4 separate regions of the Sus scrofa genome follow, and all the other regions are linked to region 3. Evidence: chromatin contacts called from public HiChIP or PLAC-seq and promoter capture Hi-C data. All regions are on one chromosome and are shown on one strand. Each heading gives the region's core, a stretch centred on a gene start, on an enhancer-like site or on the middle of the called end of the contact. The rest is flanking DNA. Distances are from core to core; before and after follow the strand shown.

Region 1 (3,010 bases), core at 335-2,834, 390 kb after region 3:
GGAGAGTTAAGCCAAAGCAGACCATGTGAGAACTGGAAAGGCTGCAGGAAGAAGTGGCGAGCCAGCAACAGGCTATGAGCAAGAGAAGTAACACGGTCAGAGCTGCAGTTGAGAATGACCTCTGAACCTGTTTCCTCATCTACAAAATAGAGATAATAATAGCACAATAGAGCTGTCCTGAGAAGTAAATGAGATAATGAATGCAAACAGTGCTTGGCACATAGGTTATTATTCATTCAGCTAAGAGAGTCCCCTTCATTGTGAGGCCTTGCTCATAGCTCTGCATAGGCTATAATCATATTCTGTTATAACTATTTATTTATTTATGCAGCTCTCTCCCAGACTGAGAAATGAAACGATCGAAGGAAAAGGCAGTGTCCCAATCTTGTCTCTTTCCCTGTCCCAGCACAAAGCCTAAAATTTATTATGCCATTGGTGAATGTGAGCCCACGACTGAACAGCGAAAAACACCTCAAGGGGGTGGGGGGAGAAGCGAGGGACTTACCGCTCTCGACCACAAGAGGGCGCGCGCTGGGTTCCCACGAGAGAGCCGGTTGGCTGAGGAAGGGCGGGCTCTCCGCCTCCAGCACCAATCATCTCCCAGGACCTTTCTCTAAGAACGCTCAGAGCGAAAAAGGTTGCTTTCTTAGGTCCAAAGAGAAGAGAATAAAAAAATAAAAGTGTTTTGGGAGTTTCCCTCGTGGCTCAGCGGAAACGAATCTTACTAGCATCCATGAGGATGCAGGTTCGATCCCTGGCCTCGTTCAGTGGGTTAAGGGTCCGGCGTTGCCATGAGCTGTGGTGTAGGTCGCAGACGCGGCTCGGATCCCGAGTTGCTGTGGCTCTGGCGTAGGCCGGCAGCTACAGCTCCGATTTGACCCCTAGCCTGGGAATCTCCATGTGCCGCTAGTGCGGCCCTAAAAAGACAAAAAAAAAAAAAAAAAGTTTTTTGAAAACTTCATTGTAGCACTGATGGTAAGGGTTGCCTCTGCCGCCTCCAGGTGTTAATTAGGAGGTTGACTGACTTTTTTAACTGGAAAAGCAACATGCCGCCTTTTCATGAGCTGCTTGGATCTTTGTGATACGAGGGACTGACGTGGGCTCGCATCCAGATCCCGAAGTTAGCAAACATTCAATCTGAGTCACTGTCATCTGAATTGGGAACCCACTAGACCCCCTAAGGGAGAGCAGATGGGAATCAAGATAGGTGAATCGGGACACTTTGGGAGGAAATGGGGTGCGCTGACAGCTACCGGAACAATCTCAGAGACGAGACGTGAAGGAGTCTGAGGAGGGAGCGGGGAAAGGAAGGAGTAGAATAGGTATGGGAATAACGAGCCTCTGGGAAGGGAGGGGTTAACCCCTATGGGCGGGGAGGAGGAAGGGCGGGGTGACACCCGGGAGGCGGGCTCTCCGCCCGGCCTCCCGAAAACAACAGGCCGCTCCGGGCAAACACGGAGTTAAGGGGGCGGGCCCAGGGGGCAGCCACGTGCCGGGGCGAGAGGCAATTGGCTCTCCGGAAGTTGTTTGTGAGCGGCCATTGGCGACGTCGGGGCGCCGCGACGAGCCGATTGGCCGGACTCGGAGCCCCGCCAGGGCGGTGGTGGGGAGGAGGCGGCCTGGGCGGCGCGGGACCCGAGTGGGCCAAGCCGAGCGCCAACGCTGCCCGCGCGGGGTGCGGAGCCCGAGCCCGAGCCCGAGCCCGAGGCGCGGCCGCCGCTGCCATGCGCTGGGTCCGCGCGCTACTGAAGAATGCGTCCCTGGCAGGGGCGCCCAAGTACATCGAGCACTTCAGCAAGTTCTCCCCGTCCCCGTTGTCCATGAAGCAGTTTCTGGACTTCGGTACGAGGGGGCGGGAGGCGGCTGGCCACCGGGACCTGCGGGGGAGGGGGGGCTGGGGGGGAGGAAGGCGTCCTGGCCGTGAAGGGTTAACACGGAGGTTGAGAGAGACCGAGTGACGGGAAGGGTTGGCTTGCAGGGGTCCAGGCAGGAGAGGGTTAACGGAGAGGCCGGAGGCAGCCGGCCTTAAAAGGGTTAGGGCACCCCGGCTGGAGAGACTAGGCAGTGGGAAGTGGGGGCGCTGAGGAGGGATCGGAGGTATCTTCTCGGGCTTTGTGAGGGGTCTTGGTGAGGAAGGGGCAGTGAGGCGGTGATGTTAGGGCTGGAAGGCACGAAAGGGTTCCTGGGGTTGTTCTGGCGATTCTAAGAGTGAGGGTCAGAGAAGAAATGGGCCGGGATGCTGGTGGCTGTAAGGAGGCAGGGCTGGGAGGCACAGCCATCTGGAAGGAGACCTGTGCAGGGCAGACGTGGAGGGGTCAGTTGGGGGCAGGGGCTCTCTCAGATGAGTCAACAGGAGGGACACCCTGACCAGTACACCTCCGCCCACTGAAGGAGCTGCCCTCCAGCTGTCCCAGTGGGCAAGGACACTTGAAGATCAAATCTGCTGTGGCCTGGCCATCTGTCTCCAGCTGGGCAGGGGTCTGGGGCGCTGTGAGGTGCAGTCGGGTGCCTTGTACCCACCCTTGGCTGCCCCTGGGTTCTTGTGCCAGGGTGGCCTAACACCCCCCACCACCACCACCATTCTGGGGGTGGCTCTGGAGCCAGAGCAAGGCTGTGCCAACGTGGTGACTGAAACAGGCATTGTGTGGTCCCTGTCTGTTCCCACCGTGTTTCCATGGTGCCAGCTGGGGATTAGAAGGGGGGGTGCCCCTTCTCTCAAGAGTTGAGGAGAGACAGTGCCTGGCTCAGGTTACAGCTGCGTCACTGATGGCAGGCGGGGGAAGGTGGCAGTCAGGACACGGGGCACCTGTTCCCCAAGACCTGTCTGCCTGAGCTCCTCCCGTGTAGGAAAGCCTCCAGAGCCCCCTCTCAACCCCCTGCAGCTGCCCAGCCCGGCCTGGACCCCAGTTACAGAACTGTCACAGCTGGGAAGGGCTCAGGGTAGAGTCTGGTTCCCTCGGGGTACAGCGGGGGAAGCAGACCTTCAGAAGGATGGGGTACAGCAGGGGAA
Region 2 (2,759 bases), core at 36-2,535, 330 kb before region 3:
ACAAGCTGGGGACAATCAAAGACAGACTCACGCAGCAACATCCTGAGAATATGGTTGTGGAAAGCACCCTTCTCCAAAGGCAAAAAGCACATTCCTTTGATTGGCACAAGCCATTCCTGACAATGGATCCGAGATGACAGGGGCTGTGTGGCAATCAGGAAGAGTGTGTGTGTGTGTGTGTGTGTGTGTGTGTGTGTTATGGGGGAGGGATATGCTAGATGTGATGAAAGGCTGCCCCTCTTCAAGAAGAGCATATGGGATCTTAAATCGTGAAGACAGTCTAAAGGGGTGAGGCAGGGGCATTTATCATGTCTACAGGAGACATGCTTCACAATGAACATGTTCTGTGCAGATGTAACGGGGAGGGGGGTGTCACTACCTTCAGTGGCTCCCATCTAAGAATCTTAAGTAGAGCCTGATTGGAGGGGAGGAGGAGGTGGGGGTGGAGAAAGGTCTGCATTACCCTCTGGGTGAGTGCTGGGCGGGTGTACACACTAGATGCATTTTATCTCGGGCGGCACAATACTCCCAGGGGTTGGTGGCTTGGGCGCAGCCGCAGGGCAGGGGAGGCAGTGGGTGCAAGCCACCAGCTGCAGGGCAGGAGAATGTTCGCAGGAGGACCGGTGCAAATCTCCCCTCAGCCCGCTAACCCGTGCAACCTCAGCCTCCCCTCGGGCCTCGGGGCGAGCGGACTCTGCAAAACTAGAGCCCAGCCCGGGTCTGGAAAAGAAGGGGCGAAGGGGCAGAAGCGGGCGCCCCCGGCCCAAGGCTCTGGGCCAGAAGAGCGCAGCGCCCCGGGCCTCCCCGCCGGATGGGGGCTGCTCCGGCCTAGTGCACGCAGCTGCCTCGGCGAAGGGTTAACCCGGCGCCCAGAGCCCGGGTCGGCTCGGCGGGCGGCGTTGAGGAAGGGCTGCTGCCGGGGGCGCAGCCGCGACTGTGGCGTGTGCGTGGGGGGCAGGGGCCCCTACTCACCCGGGCCGGCCGCCTCCGCCTCCGCCGCCCCGACCGCCGCCTCGGCGGTCCATCCCTGCGGCGGGGGGCCTGTAGCCGCGGCGCTCGAGTAACAACCGCCGGCCGGGCCGGCCCCTCCCCCCTGCCCAACGTCTGTCCTCAGGGCCGCTCCGCAGACCCGGCCTCGGCCGCCGCTGCCGCCGCCGCCGCCGCAGCGCTACGTGGCCGCCGCTCCGACGTCTCGCGACTCCCTTCCGAGCGCGCGAGGGCGAGCGGGGCCAGCGGGGCGGGCGGCGCGCGGGGAGGGAGACAGGGGAGGGGGTGTGCGTGTGTGGTTGTGTGTGCGGAGAGGGGGGCAGGGAGGGAGGGCGAGCAGCGGCGAGAGCGCGCGCGCGCCCGCGGCCCCTTCCCTCGCCGGCCCCCCCGCCCAACAGGGAGCCCGACACCTCCCTCCGCCCGCCCCCCTGGCATCTCGGCCACTGGGCGCGGCGGCGCGCATGCGCAGCCCTCGGGGCCGGCCCCTGGCGCACCTTTTCTCCCTCCTGCCACATTGTGAGCGCTCCGCCGCCCACATAACCGCCGACTCCCGCTCCACCCCAGCCTCCCCCACTCCGCCCACTCCCGAGCGCCCAGGTAAAGGCGTGAAGTGCGCGTGCGCAAAACACGCCTTGGGTTCTGGGGGCGTGGTTCCTGAAAGGAAGCCAAAACGCAGAGGTGGGAGGGAGCTTTGGGCTGGGGGAGTGGGATTCCACGAAGTAGGGGGCGGCTTAGCATAAGGGAAAGTGGAGAAAGGGGGCCAGAGTAGAGACGTAGGCCCAAGTGAGATTTATAAGTCAAAGAGCTTTTTGGGTTTGTGAAAGAAGGTTAAAAAAAGAAACTTGACGCTGGCCTCCTTGTTACTGAAGGGCAGGGGGAGTGACAGAGGACAGAAATAAAGGAGGCAAAATATAAGCCGTAGTGGTCCGTCATTCCCCAGATGAATGGGACAGCTTTCAACTGTTATTGACAGCTTTCTTCAATAAAAACTGGAGAAATTTAGAGATCACCAGAGTGGTCAGAAAAACACATTTAGAGCCACGCTTGTTCTGTGGCCAGGAATAGGGAAGGGGATATGTGTGTGTGTGTGTGTGTGTGTGTGGGCGCTTGAGACATAGAGCTGCCAAAAGAAAGGAAGCCTCCATTTAAGTATTACAGCGTTATGACTAATTAGCTATTAATCATTAATATAATTAATGGTACTATTAGCTAACAAGGTAGCATTTATCCAAGTTCAGAGCCAAGAGAAAGTGTCCATAGCTGGAAGTGCTTAGAGTACAGAGGGGGGAAATGAACCAGGCAAGGCAAAGGCCTTGGGTGGAGTAGAACCAAGGCATGACCTTTCCTACCATAAACCAAACTTCCGTGATGTTTTCAAATCTTATCTTAATTGGAACTCCTTATTCTCCCTCCATTATTAAAAGTACACATCGGAGTTCCAGTCGTGGCTCAGTGTTAACAAACCCGACTAGTATCCATGGGGACAGGGGTTCAATCCCTGAGGGCCCTGCTCAGTGGGTTAAGGATCCGGCGTTGCCCTGAGCTGTGGTGTAGGTCACAGATGCGGCTTGGATCCCGCATTGCTGTGGCCCTGGTGTAGGCCGGTGGCTACAGCTCCAATTAGACCCCTAGCCTGGGAACCTCCATATTCCACGAGTACAGCCCTAAAAAGGCAAAAGCCAAAAAACAAAACAAAAAAAAACCCCACACACATGTTCTTGCCCTAAGGCTGACCTCTCTAGACATTTTTAATACAGATACAGCTACTTCTC
Region 3 (2,811 bases), core at 100-2,599:
GAACAGAGAGGCTGTTTCAGTGCTAAAGGGGCCGAGAGTCTTAAGAATTAGACCTTAAGGCTGGGCCTCTGCCTAAAGCCTAGGATACCACGGGAGCGGGGCACACAACGGATTACTAGGTACTCACAGATCTTGGCAAACACAGCATTGATCACACACTGGATGAAGACCAAAGTTAAGGCAAAAGTGAACGTCTCCTGCTTGGCTCCCTCCCCATACTTTCCTCTTGTTCTAAGAATGAAATGCATGAGAAAGAGGGGAGGAATTAGTACACTTCTCTCAGTGTCATCTACTAATCCAGAGCCTCTGAACTCTTGAAACTATCCTGCCAGATGTAGAGAGAGTTTGGTATGGATTGCCAGGCTCATTTACAGTAAGAACTGATTTTATTGGATCTAGAAATGACATTTCAGGCTGCGAATCCCAAGGTCTACAAGAAAAATATCCGTAAAGGACAGAGCTAAAGGAAAACACGAACAACTAGTTGGTGAAAGGAAGTACCCCAGGCAACAGAAAAAGGGATGAGCTACAGCAGCAAGGCCGAGGGCAAAGGAATCAGCTCTCTGCAAGCATCTGGGAGTTCCAAAGAGGGGCCGGCACAGGTCGTGGAAACCTAAGCCTGTAAAACCCAGCTCCTTAGACCAAACAAGAAAAAAAGCAATTAAGGGAAGAAAAATAGCAATTAAGGGAAGAAAAATAATCAGCTCCCGAGAATCCAGAGACCAGCTTTCGCGTTTTGGAAATCTGGGGAGGTCTAGCCGCAACTGCAAAGGTGTCAGGATGCTGAGAAGGGAGGGAGCAGGGGTGGGAGGACCGCGAACCCGACCACAGGCTGGGGAGATGAAGCAGGATGGGACGGGGGTGTCTGCGTTCCGACCCGGGGTATCAGCTTACATCTTTTCCTGCAGTATCCCATAGTAGAAATAGCAGACAAAGACGCCGAGGAAACACAGCGGCAGGCGCAGCCGGTCGGGCACCAGGGAGCTGCTAGCGGCCATGAGACGCCCGGACGACCCGACCGGAGACCCGCTCACAGCCGGCAGCGGCGGCGGCGGCGACAGGTCCAGCCGGACATCGCCGACCGGCGACAGGGCCCTCATAGGAGCTGCATGCGACCGCTGCCCAGTAGGGCCCCAGCGGCTACCGCTAGAACTGCCAGCTCAGGTCTGACTAGGAGGAAACTCCTCAGAACCCAGCACCCGCTTCTAAGGAAAGGAGACCCGCCCTGGGGCTTTGTCCTTGTCCCGGGTGGCCAAGCGAGCCAAATACCCCGAGGGTAACGCCTTGCTCTCGAGACTTTCCGATCAGGCAACTCCGAGGACAACTTCGACACGGAGCTAGACGGGAAGGCCTAGGAGGTACGCGGGCGTGGAATGATGACGTAGAGGGATGTGGAGGTAACCAATTGGCTGCACCGTGAGAAAACAGACAGGTGGGCGGGAAGGAGGAGTACGCCGGCCGGGCAAATCTACAGTCTTTTTTTTCCCCGGTCTGCTGTCAGGCTTCTGCTGGGTCCTAACGCCCTGAAACGCTCAATGGAGCCTTAGCGCCCCCTAGCTGCTGCCCAGCGCCCCCGACTCTAAGCCCTTTACCAGCAGAGCGTTCAAGGCCTGGCTTCGGGGAGCGTTCTAGGCACATCGCTAGGCTTCCAAGGGCCTGTCTCAGCTCTGTCACTTAAAGGCAGGGTAACTTACGCATGTCACCTAAATTCCGAGCCACGGTTTTCCTGGTCTATATATAGTCTATGGGATAATTAGTAATAGCCACCTTGTCGCTTCTTGACTGTTCTGAGAATCAAATGAGCAGAGGTTGGTGAAAGTGTTTTATAAACTGCAAAGTGTGCTGTGCACGTTTAAGGTATTTATTAGTCATTACTTTCTCAACTCTGATCTCTCACATCCTGGAGGTGGAAATGGAAGCTTACTGAAGTGGATTTTCTTCAAGGTCTTTTCAAGTCACCCACAATGGAGCAAACCCTCCCGCATTAATGAGCTCCTTGTTGGGGCCCACCCTCATCTAAGTGTTGGGCCTCTAGGGGCTGACACCAAGAGCTAGGGCGGACTGACCCCAGGACTTGCCACTACCCCCCTCCAGCCCCACCTTAATCATTGAACTCTGGGCTGCTCTTTCTCCCCTTCTAGCAGCCTACTTACTCCTTTGGCACAGCCTCAGTCAAAGGAAGGAAACTCGGGGCAGCACCACACCCATCACTCTGGGCCTGACTCACTAAGACTCTGGGGGTAGGCCAACATCTTTCGGGGAGGGGTAAGAAGTAGAAGATACGGTCTGTCCCCAACTCTCTATCTCCTTTATCTTAGGGAGAGGGACCCCCACGTTTGCTGTCTTATGCAGTGGCTTACTCTATTGTATTAGCCGACAATTCCGGGGCACCGAGCTGGGGTTCCAGTCCCAGCTCTGCCTCTTTACCACCTGGGACCTCAAACAATTCACTTGACCTCTGAGTCAAGTTTCCTCATCTGCAATTAATGGAAATATAACAACAAGCGGGAGGGCACTGTGGCTAGAAGCATGGGCACTGGATTCAAATGATCTGGTTCCCAGTCCTAGCTCCCTTGCTTTGTATCTGTTTGGGGGAGAGAAATTATTCAATTTGGGGGGGGGGGTCCTTCTTTCATTAGTACAGTGGGATTTATCACATTGGGAAGCTGTGATAGTTCAATGACGTTTTATGTAAAGCATTTTACAGTGTGTCTGATGCTTATCTAGCCAAGGCTTGGTAGTTGGGATAGCCTGGCTTAAGAGTTTGTTTTGAGGTTTTATGAGATAGATTCAATGATAGCTATGCCTGCC
Region 4 (2,830 bases), core at 288-2,787, 280 kb before region 3:
ATTTCATAAATAACACTCTGCAGCTTTCAAAGGGTATTATCAATCCCTTTGCTTTTCTTTTTTCTGCTGCTTTTTTTCTACCACTTAAGAAAAGGGGCCTGGGGATGTTCCAGCACAACGGGTCAGTGGCATCCCTGCGGTGCCAGGACCAAGGTTCAATCCCTGGCCCAGCACAGTGGGCTAAAGGATCTGGTGTTGCTGCAACTGCGATTTGGGTATGATCCTTGGCCTGGGAACTCTATATGTTGTGGGGCAGCCAAACAGGAAACAAAAAGAAACAAAAGGAAAAAAGGGGGCCTGGGGCAGGTGGTTCAAAATGCAGGAGTTCCTGTCGTGGCTCAGTGGTTAATGAACCTGACTAGTATACATGAAGATGTGGGTTCGATCCCTGGCCTCGCTCAGTGCATTAAGGACCTGGTGTTGCCACAAGCTGTGGTGCAGGTTGCAGATGTGGCTCCGATCCCTCGTTGCTGTGGCTGTGCTATAGGCCGGCAGCTGCAGCTCCAATTCGACCCCTAGCCTGGGAACCTCCACAGGCCTTGGGTGCAGTGCCCTAAAGGAAAAAAAAAAAAGGAAGAGGGCATGGGATTATGGGATTGATACTTGATACTTAGCACCACACCAGACCACCCTCCCCTTTCCTGGAGAGGCAGGCCCCAGGAGAGTCTGTGTGGTTAATTCCTTGGAATTTGGGCTCAGAAAAGAATGTGATTACAACAGCAAAAGAATGACACTAGGCAGTCTTCCTCACATCAACCTCTATGAGGATTACTACAAAGGAGGAAACTGAGGCACACAGAGGTCACAGGAGGAGCCTAAGATCACACAGCTAGCAGTGATGCAACCAGGATTAGAACCTGGAGGTCTCGTTCTAGAAGGCAGAGCTAAACTCCTGACCCTGCTGCTGCTTATCATCCGGGATTGAGAACGACCTGTTGTTACGGAAGCACAGGCTGGATGACATTCTGGGGCCAACACACCACAAGAACCAACTGGGCCAGAAAGGCCCTAAACGGCTGCAAAGCGAGAGGGAGAGGGGCGGGGTGGGCGGGAGCAACGCCGATCTCACTCGAATCCACTCAAGCACTTAACTTTGTCTTGCTCCGCCCCATAGTGGTCATCCACTTCGGCCTCCCCTCCCTCCTCCCCAGATCACAACTTCTGAGACTACCCTGACCTCTCCCCGTGCATTTAAATATTTCTCTACCAGACCTGAATTCCCGGTCCTGACCCCTCAGCCTTTCCATTTCTAACAGCTTCTGGATTATTCCTCACCCTGCCCCCATACACACCTCCTTACTCTAACGCAACCTCCTCCCAGGCTCACCCCCGTTCCCTTCCGACACCAGGTGGACCCACGCACTCGTCCCACCGGCCCAAACTTCAAGGCATGGGAGCTCAGAGGGACCACGGAGACAACCCGTCGGGGGCCGCAACCACCCTGCTCCATTCTCACCTGCTTCCACTCTGACCTCCACATGAATTCCCCAGCCACACATACCGCGCATGCGCCGCGCAGCTCCTCCTCTTCCCCCCAGCTCTCCTTCCAAGATCCGCGTCTTTGATTGGCAGGGACTGGCGCTGTGCGTTCTGGGAAGCGTGGCTTGCGGCGGTACCCTGGTTCCCGGGCTCTTCGCACGGGAACTACAATTCCCAAAAAGCCATGCAGCGGCCGGCCCGAGCTGAAAGCTTTTTCTCTTTGGTGGTACTAAATGCCCAGGGTTGCCGCAAAGCCTTTTGGGGGCTGTAGTTTCTTGGGAGAGAAATGCACGTGCCTGTTCTGAAGCGATCCTAGAGCCCCCGAAGATGGGCCCTAAGGCTCTAGGAAAGAGTGGCTGAGACTGCTGGTAGGTGGCGAGGATGGGCAGAGGAAAGGTTGATCACTTTGGAGAAAGTTGTGAAGTAACCGGTAGGCTGAGAGGTGAAGGGGCTGTCTTCTTTTCTTTCCAAAGAAAGAAGTGTTTTGAGTTGTGGGACATGGATAGCCAGGGAACGTTAGAAACCATCTGGACTAGAAAATGAGGCCCAGATAGAAAGGGATTCATTCAGGGTCTTGCACCAATTTAGCAAAGGGGTTGGGCTTAAAGTTAGGGTCCCATGGGTACTTTTTTTTTTTTTTTTAAAGTCTCTTTGGAGTGGTTGCATGCATCGTACAAAGAACACGTGAAAACCTTACTGAAGGTTCATCTTTTGCTGACAATTTGCTCCATTTGCTTTGTCGCTCTAAAACAACAAAACAGCCAGTTATTTTACCAGTAAATTGGGTTTATTTGGGAACATCACTGAATTGCAATTCTGGACATGCAAACTTTGGCACCCTGCAGGCAAGTGTGCAGAGCAAAAAAGACCTTTTTTTATGTTGGAGAAGGGGGAGCTGGGAGGGGCTGTTATAAACAAAGAGTTAGAGGAAACAATTTGAAGTGTAGTGGCTTTTTATTGGCTGAATTGTGACGGTCTCTTATTGGCTGGGCTGTTGCTGGACGAGGAGAAAAATTTCCTTCCTCCTCCTGGATAGAAAAGTGGTACCCTTCTTCCTGTTGGGGATGCAATGGTAGCTCTTCCTCTTGGGTCTCTAGCTGTTGGTAGGGTGTGAGAGTTCCCTATTCTGGCCTTCCTGGCTCAATGTAAAATGAGCTTTCTCTTTATTAATTTTCACATCTTATAAGTTGTTGCCTCCTCTCCCTCCCTCGCTTCTCTCTCTTTGTATTTTCTAAGAGTAAGGATATCCTCTTATATATCTTTAATAAGTTCCATCTACTCTCTGCATTCCACTTTCCCCCCAGTGATCCAATAGTGAACTTCGTAGCAGTCTACACACACACACACACAC

What was found. Promoter capture Hi-C pulls out the DNA fragments that hold promoters and counts their contacts. HiChIP or PLAC-seq counts read pairs in DNA pulled down with a chosen protein or histone mark.
Region 1: an H3K27ac HiChIP or PLAC-seq map of alveolar macrophages shows a contact between it and region 3. The contact joins the promoter of PDK2 here to the promoter of SLC35B1 in region 3. A contact is called at or near these places in 1 of 5 promoter capture datasets (liver), 4 of 47 Hi-C or Micro-C datasets (alveolar macrophages, embryonic fibroblasts, heart right ventricle and 1 more) and 1 of 2 datasets of contacts at active chromatin or transcription factors (alveolar macrophages).
Region 2: a promoter capture Hi-C map of liver shows a contact between it and region 3, with 3 times the contacts expected there. The contact joins the promoter of ZNF652 here to the promoter of SLC35B1 in region 3. A contact is called at or near these places in 1 of 5 promoter capture datasets (liver) and 1 of 2 datasets of contacts at active chromatin or transcription factors (alveolar macrophages).
Region 4: a promoter capture Hi-C map of liver shows a contact between it and region 3, with 5 times the contacts expected there. The contact joins the promoter of PHB here to the promoter of SLC35B1 in region 3. A contact is called at or near these places in 2 of 5 promoter capture datasets (fetal liver and liver), 12 of 47 Hi-C or Micro-C datasets (alveolar macrophages, embryonic fibroblasts, epiblast stem cells and 6 more) and 2 of 2 datasets of contacts at active chromatin or transcription factors (alveolar macrophages and skeletal muscle).

Annotation. Positions count from the first base shown.
Region 1 is chr12:26,272,978-26,275,987 of Sscrofa11.1, forward strand. PDK2 (pyruvate dehydrogenase kinase, isozyme 2) reads left to right here and starts at 1,585. Exons shown (of 11, transcript XM_021067148.1): 1 at 1,585-1,842. The coding sequence starts at 1,725.
Region 2 is chr12:25,552,654-25,555,412 of Sscrofa11.1, forward strand. ZNF652 (zinc finger protein 652) reads right to left here and starts at 1,286. Exons shown (of 6, transcript XM_013980996.2): 1 at 973-1,286.
Region 3 is chr12:25,887,197-25,890,007 of Sscrofa11.1, forward strand. SLC35B1 (solute carrier family 35 member B1) reads right to left here and starts at 1,350. Exons shown (of 9, transcript XM_021067140.1): 1 at 895-1,350; 2 at 128-231. The coding sequence starts at 1,100.
Region 4 is chr12:25,608,156-25,610,985 of Sscrofa11.1, forward strand. It overlaps PHB (prohibitin), which reads right to left and starts at 1,538. Exons shown (of 7, transcript XM_003131560.6): 1 at 1,457-1,538. LOC106505435 (a long non-coding RNA gene) reads left to right here and starts at 1,769. Exons shown (of 3, transcript XR_002337165.1): 1 at 1,769-1,847.